Regions from separate parts of the Sus scrofa genome. Here regions 1 and 3 are each linked to region 2. Evidence: chromatin contacts called from public Hi-C data. All regions are on one chromosome and are shown on one strand. Each heading gives the region's core, a stretch centred on a gene start, on an enhancer-like site or on the middle of the called end of the contact. The rest is flanking DNA. Distances are from core to core; before and after follow the strand shown.

Region 1 (2,853 bases), core at 331-2,830, 300 kb before region 2:
AAAACAGGGCTTTTTGTTCTGAGTGTTTACATGCATAACCAGGGCAGTTCAGGGGCACCTTACTCTGACGTGGATCTTGCAGCCCTGTGGCCAGGTTTGGTTTTTTTTTTTCCCTTTCTTTTTGCCTATGTAACCATCTTTGCAAACTTAAAAGTATATCTGCTTAAATGCTGATTTTTATTTCTCAGAACTTTTCAATTATTTTCCAAGGTGTTCATTCCTAAAATAACAACATGGAACATGCGGTTGGTTATTTGGCTTCTTTCTTGGCAATGGACACATCTAAATTCTCCTTCTAATGTGTATTGACTACTGGCTGTTTTTGCTGTTTGTTAGTGTTTTTTTGGCTATGCCCAAGGCATGTGGAAGTTCCTGGGCCAGGGATCGAATCTGTGCCACAGCAGCGACCCAAGCCACTGCAGTGACAATGCCAGATGATTAGGGACTGTTTTGTACCATTAGCATTATAACCACTGTATAATGAATTCTGGCTGGCACTGTTACATACAGGAATATTTTAAATTTGGTAGCAATGATAAAATAGCAATACCATAGTCACAATCATCATTACAATCACTCACAGGAATTCTGGTGCCAAATTTCACCAGTCACAGGAAGGGACTGACAAACATTGGTAGGTATTTCTGTTTCAGCAGCATATGTTATGTCACCAAGTGGCAATAGCACAAACCTTTCTCCAGCCACCCACTTCCATTTTCATGCTCTAGACCTGCCCTGTCCACTCCATCAGCCATTAGCCACATGCAGCAACTGAGTACTTGGAACTAGATATTTCCTAAACTATACACCAGATTTTGAGGACTTAGTATGAAGAGAAAAAGTAAAATGTCTCGGTAATTTTAATATTGATTGCATGTTGAGATGATAACATTTTGGATGTGTTAGGGTAAATAAAATATATTAAAATTAATCTCAGCTGGTTCTTCCTACCTTTTTAATTGGCTACTAGCACATTTAAAATTACATACGTGGATCGCATGTGTGTCTCACATTTTATTTCTATTGGACAGTGCAGCTCTAGAGGTTATCAACACTTGTGATCCTCACCTACCAAAGTCGGCTTCATTGGTGTGTGGCTGATGCAGTCAACACAGGGAGCCCCCATCTTCACAAGTGCTTCGCCTTTGATTTAATTCTCTGCTGTAACTGCCCTGAAATCCTTAATTGCTATTTTTGAATTTGCGTTTTAGAAGGAAAGCTCCCAGAACAATGGAATATGCGCTGGGGGGGCTGAAAGCCTTGGTTCATGCGTCTTCACGCCTTCAGTCAACTCCCGGTGTCCCTGCTCCTGCCCCGCGACTGCTGCCACCTTTGGTCTGCGTCACGGTTTTGGGCGCGGTTGTGGGAAAGGTCAGGGGTGTGATGGTGGCTATCCCGTCTCCGGGCTGACTGTGCAGGGTCTCTCGCCCACCTTGACCCAGGGGCGAGAGCGCCACCAACGCCGAGGTCGCAGAACCCTTGGGAGTCGCCTGTCTGCCCTGGTTTGGGGGGGTGGGATCTGGGGAAGGAGAGACACCTGGCCTGACGTCGCTAGACTCCTCCCACCAGGGCGCGGCGCTGTGGTCAGCTGCAGACGGGGACCGGACCCTGCAGCCCGAAGGGCTGAGCTCACTCGCAGCCTCGGGAAGGGATGCGCGCCAACGCGCAGCGGAAAGACGCTTGGCTAAAGCGCCTGAGAGCATCGGGAGCGCGCCCTAGTCTGGCTCCAACCTTGAGGGAGAATTGCGAGGACCGTTTCCTCCTTCCAGTCTTCTGTTTGTTTCTTCTGGACAGCTCAAGGCACCCCCTGGGGACAAAACGTAACTCACAAATTGTGTAATTTCTGTAATTGATTCCACGGGAGTCACTATGACGATTGAAATACTGTGATATTTGCATTTAGAACTGCCCTTGCACAATAGAAAGATGAATGGTAAAATTCACACTAATAATTACAACTTAAAATTGTAATTCACTTTACATTTTTAAATGATTAAAAAATTGAAGTTAAATTGTGGCAAAATAGACAAGGTAAAATTTACCATCTTAATTAACCATTTTAATTGTATAGCTCAGGAGTGTCAGGTATTTACATTGCTATGCAGCCAATCTCCAGAACTTTTCCATCTTGCAAAACTAAAGCTCTACCTGTCAAACATCAACTCTCCATTTCTTACCCTGGCAACCACCATTCTACTCTCTGTTTCTATGACTTTGACTGAAATCATGGAGCCTTTGTCTTTTTACAACTGGCTATTTCACTTAGCATAATGTCTTCAAGTTTCATCTATGTTGTAGTGTGTGTCAGAATGTCCTTCCTTGTTAAGATCGAATAATATTCCACTGTATGCATATTTTATTTATCCATTCATCCTTCAATGGGCATATGGATTGCTTCCACTTTTTGGCTACTGTGAATAATACTGCTATTAAACTATGTATAAATATCTTTCCATTTTTTTGCTAAAATAAGACTGCAATGGATACCTTTGTACACATAGCACTTTGCATACCTGTAAATGTATCTGTAGGGTAAATTCCTGAAAGTAAAATTGTCGGGTCAAAGGAAACGTGTAAATATTGCCAAATTGCTGTCCATAGATGTTGAACCATTTTACACAGCCTCACAAACACTGTATGTTTTCAGACTTTTGATCTTTGACAATATGATAGATTAAAAGTGGTATTTACATCAATAAGAATGAGCAGAAAAATGTGAAGTCTGTTTAAATCCATAGGTTTGTAATAATACAGTAAGCACCTGCCAAATCTTCAGTGTTAACTTTTGGAAGATGCTGGGAAAACAATTCATTATTTTGAAACAAAGGAAAACAGAAAGAATCAAGTACGACC
Region 2 (2,809 bases), core at 242-2,741:
CCTTTTTGGACACAAGTCTAAATATTTGGGGGTTTGGCCTTCCCATCTCGAAGGGCCACAAAGCCCACACACTGACGTCTGGGAAGGGGGAGAAGGGCTCCAAATTAAGCTCTATAAAAACTCTTGAACAACCAGAGGGGGTGGGCTTCCGGGTTGGTGAACATATGGAAACTGGAGAGAGCTGAGCTCCAAGGACATGGGAGCTCGGGGCCCTTCCCACATACCTTGCCCTGTGCATCTCTTCCATCTGGCTGTTCCTAAATGACATCCTTTTATAATAAACTGGTAAACATAAGTAAATGTTTCTGAGTTCTGTGAGCTGTTCTAGCAAATTGATCAAACCTGAGGAGGGGTGGTGGGAGTCTCTGATCTATAGCCAGTTGGTCAGAAGCACAGGTGACAACCTGGGACGTGTGATTGAAGGGGGTGGGAGGCAGTCTCGAGACTGAGCCCTTCACCTCTGGGATCTAATAACACCTCCAGGTAGATCATGTCAGAGTCGAGTCAAGTTTGCGAACTCCTCCGTCAGTGTCCTCTGGGAATTGGAGACTTGTTTGATGTGGAAAACAATATACCTGGAATGCCTCGATAAAGGTCAGTTAAGCTTAGGGAGATAAAGACCTGTCTCCCTTCCTGAGAGCCTGGATTGAACCTCCTGTACTGAATGGTGGCCTGAATAAGTGGGATGCATATGAGCCCCCAGACGGAATCAGCCCTGCAGAGGCCTTGACCTTAGCCCAGGAAGGGTGACTTTGGACTTCTTGTCTCTGGAGCTGTCTGAGAAAAAACTTGTGCTGTTGTTAAGCCACCATGTTTGTGGTAACTTGTTACAGCAGCAATAAGAAATGGTCGCATCTGCCACTTGGGATAAAGATCAGTACATAGGCTCAGGGAGCCGAGGGGAGCCGGGTGTGAGCCAGGCTCTGAAATGGGCCATCAGGTGCAAGGAACTCAATGACTGTGGAAGAAACAGGTGAGGGACATGGGGCTTCTGCAGCCCTCAAGTGCTCAGTGACAACTAGGCAAGGGTGGGGAGTGAGGGAGGCAGGACCCACTGCACAGGGCCTGTGGGCAAAGTGCCGCAGTGGGCTTTAGGCTGGAAAGGAATGAGGTCTGACTTGAGCTCCAGGAAGGTCACCCTGGCTGCAGAGGCGGGTGGACAAAAGGCACCTGTGGGGAGGCAGTCACAGCAGTCCTGGTAGCAGAGAGGAAGGCCAATGTAAGCTAGGGTGCCCACCAAGGAAGGAGGAGAAGAGGGCAAAGCCGATGGTACTGAGGCCAGCATCCACAAGAAGAGCTGAAGGGACAAGATGGAGAGCCGAGGAAGTAGGCAAGATGTTCCACAATGCCTTCTCTGTGTTTGATCCTTTCCCTCTCTGGGCTTGAGTTTCCGCTTTGGTACAGTGATCCCTGGAGCTCTGACAGGGAACAGTCTGAGCCTGAGGCCACAGTGAGAACCCTGCCTTGCTTCCCACAGCCTGTCTGGAGGTGTAGTTCCATAAATGTCCACCAGAGGGCAAGGTGGCACACACAGTTCTTAAGAACTGGAGGGTTCCACAGGAACTGTTTCCCCGCTCACACCGCCCTGTTCCCCCGCCCCCGTTCCCGCCCCCCTGTTCCCCCGCCCCCGCTCCCGCCCCCCTGTTCCCCGCCCCCGCCCCGCCCTCTGTCCCCCCCCCCCGCGCCCCATCTTAAGCTTGGTGTGCACGCACACAACACGCGTGCACACACATGATTGTGGCTCTTGGCAGCTCCGTCAGTTTGGGTAAGCAGACATTGAGACGGAGTTAGGAGTGCAAGAGGCTAGTTGAGGCTTAAACTTCTGAAAGGTGGGGAGGGGGGAAGTAGGATTGGCAGGGAGAGACTCAGACATACCTGCCGGCCCCCACCAACAGGGAGCTCTGGAGCCCAGACTACCATCCTACAAGTACTGCCCTGGGCGGAAATCCTCAGGCCCTTGAAACTTGCGGTGCTCAGTCATTGACTGTGGGCTGCTTGGGAAGATAGGGCCTCAAATTCTGTGGACAGAAGGTGGTAGAGGCTGTCAGCTAACTCCCCTCACTGCTGTAGATCTGCAAGTTCTTTCTCAAAGAGGGATGGAGCAGCACACAGCCTCCTCTCTCTCCAAGCCTGGTCCTCTAGACCCACCCATGTTCCTCCTCTTTGTTCCTTGCTGGTGGGTCCTCTCTCTCGCCACCCTCCCTAAACCCCTTCCTTCCAGGTTAGCTTTCAGAACCTCGAGGGCAGGATGCCAGGTATAAGTTGGCCTTCTTACTAATGGATCCCATATGAGAAAAGAGTCAGGACAACCCTAGGCACCCAGAGAAGCCATAGCCCAGCCCTCCTCACTCTGGAGTTTGCACAAATTAGCACCCACTCTTTTGGATTTCCTGTGGCACAGTCAGGGTAATCCTCCCACCAGCCCCCAGGGATAGGATCCAAACAGGAAGGTGGGAGAGGCCACACTTCCCCCAAGGGATTGGCACACAAAGGGCCAAGAGCCCTGGTGGTTTTAAGGGGTCTGTGCCTCCCTCAAACTCCCAGCACAATTCTACATCTCAGTACTGGTGTGGGTCCAGGAAAGGGAACTTTGAAAGGGACTTTTCCAGACTCAGATCTGAGGGTGCTCAAGGAGATAAGCAGTGGGGGGGAGGGGGCTGTATTGGAGGCACTGGGGGTTTTCCTGCACATGTGGCACTGGTCTGCCCCTCCTCCACTTCTTCTCAGGCACCATGATGCCCATCTGCCATTTTGGAGGACTTGGGCAGTGCCTGCAGCTCCACTCTCCCAGGTCCAGATGGTCATCCCA
Region 3 (3,063 bases), core at 413-2,912, 350 kb after region 2:
TCTCATTGTACCAAATTTTAATCAACCACTTTGCAAGTTGAAGTATTCAAAAAGCATGTATGACCAACCCCATGCTCAACATTAAAAATAGTGTTTTTTTAACAACATACATTAGGAAAAACACTCCCATATTTTACCAATAGAACTTACTTTGTGGTTTCTTTCTAAGATACTTTTAATATGATTTTGATTATTTTATATTTATCAAAAAGAAACAGAGTTACATCCCCCGTGTAAAGAAGTGGTTTACTCCCTGGTACTTGGCATTCCTAAGAATGAGACAGCCAAAGATGCGGTGCCTCTTGAAGTGATACACAATGCAGTGCACAGCAGCACATAGGCAGTGCCCTTGACTAAACAGGAAAAAATCTGAACCTGGATCTGATTAACCAGTGGATCTACATTAAACAACATCACAAGGATACAATCATGTTAAATAAAGAATACCACCACTTTTCAGATTATGTATGATGGAACTAGTTCTAGAAAATTAAAATTTTACACACTCACCATCATGAATATCTTGCTGTGTCTTGACCAGAATTGCTTATAATCATTAATTTAAAATAATGTACACTACTTGAATTAGGCAAAATAGCATTGGTTATTATATTAAATTGCAGACAGTTGAGGCAAAATGTATTTTTGCCTGTCAATTAGCTATTCCTTCTTTTTAGAGTTATGTGTTTATATTTTTTGCCTATTGATCTGTTTGATATGAGGCCTTTATTTGGTTAGGATATTTACCACTTACCATATTTGTTGCAATCTTTTTCCAGCTTCTACTTGGTCTTTTGCTTTTGTTTATAGTCTCATAGAAAGTTTAAACATTTTAATGTTGTTAAACATGCTGCTACTTTCCATCATTGCTCTTAAAATTATTAAATTATTAAAGTTATTCCTCATTTAGAAGGGATATTCTGCTTGATGAATAGAACCCGATATATGCAACTCTATTTTTTCATTGATGGCTTGATGCTTAGGTATTTAACTCCTTGATCTAACTACACATTTTTTGGCATAAGGTATGAAAAGAGGATCTAGTGTATTTTTCCCCCAAATAAAAAAACCTGTGACTTGAATACTATATTGAATAATTCCTATTTTCATGTAATTATTAGTAAGTGAAGTTATAATGTCATCAAGACCTCATGTTCCTACCTTATTGCTGATCTAGAGAGAACAGTTTTGCCAGGACTTGAATTGCTTCAGTCTGGATCTGTTTTGCTCTATTTTGTTATTTCTTTGAGGTAAAAATGGAGGCTAGCTTTTTCCTCCCTTATATTTTGGAAAAACAAACAAGGGATTGGCTCACTTCTACTTTCTATTCATGAATATTTTGCCCATTTCACATTTTGTAAGTTAATATCATTTAATTTTCCCTGGTAGCAATACATTTTGATTTCTGTTTGCATGCACTATTCTAAAAATAGGAGAGTCAGTTTCTTAAATTGCTAAAGGAGAAATCCTGACTGATTCTGGTTTTAAAATACACTCCTAAAGGGAAGTTCAAAAATTAAAAAAAAAAAAGTCAACTCACAAACAGAGAAAATAAATAACAGCCAATGTGTCTACTGAACTAATGGACCATATGAAGTAAAGAGAATGTGAATTCTGTCATGGGAGGAGGGGAAAGGAGGGCTGCCTGCCCAAGGACAGCGCCAGAATAGGCTGCCCAGACATTCCAGAGACGCTGCGAAATCCAGGGACAGCCCAGCAGGGCTGCATTCTGGTATGCTGCTGGAATATGTCTTTTAATATATTTAAAACCCCGTGGCGAAAACATTGTCTGCCTCAGGGTACACCACTGGGTTTAAATATACTAAATGATGCCAAAGCAAGAACATACGCCAAGTTTCTCTGAGCTTTCCACAGCCTTTCCTGCATGTCAGAATTGAGCACAGGTGCTAGGATTGAGTTGAAAAATAATCCAGTGAAGATGGCAGAGTTGTGTTATCCATTCAATTATTAATACGTTATTAAAATATTTCACTTTTCACACATCTGACATTTTGAGTTCATTCTTTTACAAATTAGTAAACAAACAAGCCAAATTGTTCAGGCTCAGTTATACAGCCTCTTCAAAGGTTAAGAGCAGAAAATGTTCGGAACTGTTTGTGGAGGGCCCATGCTAGCTAGACTGGAATGTCTAAATTAAATTAAAGCTAAAGTTAAACATGCACCTTGGTTCACCATGCTTTCATAATAAATATCAAGTGTTTGTGTTGACATTGTATTTTTATGTTCCCTCCCCATGTGGGAGGAAAAACCCATAAATGCCTGTCCTTGGAAGCAGAGAGTGGTAACATGTACTTCATAGTATTGGTATGACTCATCACTTAAGGGTTGAGTTAGACTGGGAAGAAAATGGAAAGGTTTGAAACAACCTATGCCTTCATTGGTATATAAAATATCTCCACCTGATACTGTCATTAACAGCATAATGGAACACTCTGTGACAATGCTGAGGGTCTATTTACGATGGGATGGAATTGACCACGCAGACACGCAATACAATACATCTTCAAGTGTCTGCTATGGGTCTCTCCCAAACACTGCAGTTAACTCTTAGAGCCCTGTGTGGGTCTCATCTTACCCTTGAGCCTATAGGGATGGGGTACTAAACCCCGAATTGTCCTGATTCTGCTCTAGCTTCTAACAAGCTCTTCTATGTGCTCACTGAAGACCATTCCAGAGGGGCCTCCAGTTTATAGGGATGCTGTCTAGAAGGTCTCACAGGCATTAATTTACATTTGGAAAAAAAGAAAACATTTGGGAGAATCATGGCTACTTTTGTGCAAAATAAAATTTTGCACACGAAAGACATTTTTCCTTTTAAACAATAGCTTCTTTTGCAGCTGAACTTCTAGACCTCAATTTTTTTAGACCTTGAATTATACTTTAAAAGTATACAGGAACAGATGGTGAAAGATGATTGCAAGGTTGTGGAAAGTACTGACATCAGAGTCAGAAGTTTCTGTGCATTTAGTTTCTAACTGTGTGATCTTTGGCAGACCACTTGACCTATAAACAAAAGACAAACATAACAGAAGAAAAAGTTAA

Evidence for each region. A called contact is a pair of places that touch in the nucleus more often than the background predicts.
Region 1: a contact with region 2 is called in a Hi-C map of heart right ventricle, with 5 times the contacts expected there. The contact joins two enhancer-like sites. A contact is called at or near these places in 6 of 47 Hi-C or Micro-C datasets (embryonic fibroblasts, epiblast stem cells, fetal skeletal muscle and 3 more).
Region 3: a Hi-C map of omental adipose tissue shows a contact between it and region 2, with 2.0 times the contacts expected there. The contact joins two enhancer-like sites. A contact is called at or near these places in 2 of 5 promoter capture datasets (fetal skeletal muscle and liver), 23 of 47 Hi-C or Micro-C datasets (adipose tissue, blood, brain and 14 more) and 1 of 2 datasets of contacts at active chromatin or transcription factors (skeletal muscle).

What each region holds. Positions count from the first base shown.
Region 1 is chr1:166,146,586-166,149,438 of Sscrofa11.1, forward strand. No RefSeq gene overlaps it. Among named protein-coding and RNA genes, the nearest start is that of FEM1B, 14 kb to the right of the region's middle. Within about 2 kb of position 1,581, at least 42 of the 83 cell types and tissues checked have an H3K27ac peak or open chromatin away from gene starts, as enhancers often do.
Region 2 is chr1:166,442,815-166,445,623 of Sscrofa11.1, forward strand. No RefSeq gene overlaps it. Among named protein-coding and RNA genes, the nearest start is that of CORO2B, 22 kb to the right of the region's middle. Within about 2 kb of position 1,492, at least 17 of the 83 cell types and tissues checked have an H3K27ac peak or open chromatin away from gene starts, as enhancers often do. A contact at or near this core is called in omental adipose tissue, where this site is marked.
Region 3 is chr1:166,796,414-166,799,476 of Sscrofa11.1, forward strand. No RefSeq gene overlaps it. Among named protein-coding and RNA genes, the nearest start is that of SPESP1, 20 kb to the right of the region's middle. Within about 2 kb of position 1,663, at least 8 of the 83 cell types and tissues checked have an H3K27ac peak or open chromatin away from gene starts, as enhancers often do. A contact at or near this core is called in omental adipose tissue, where this site is marked.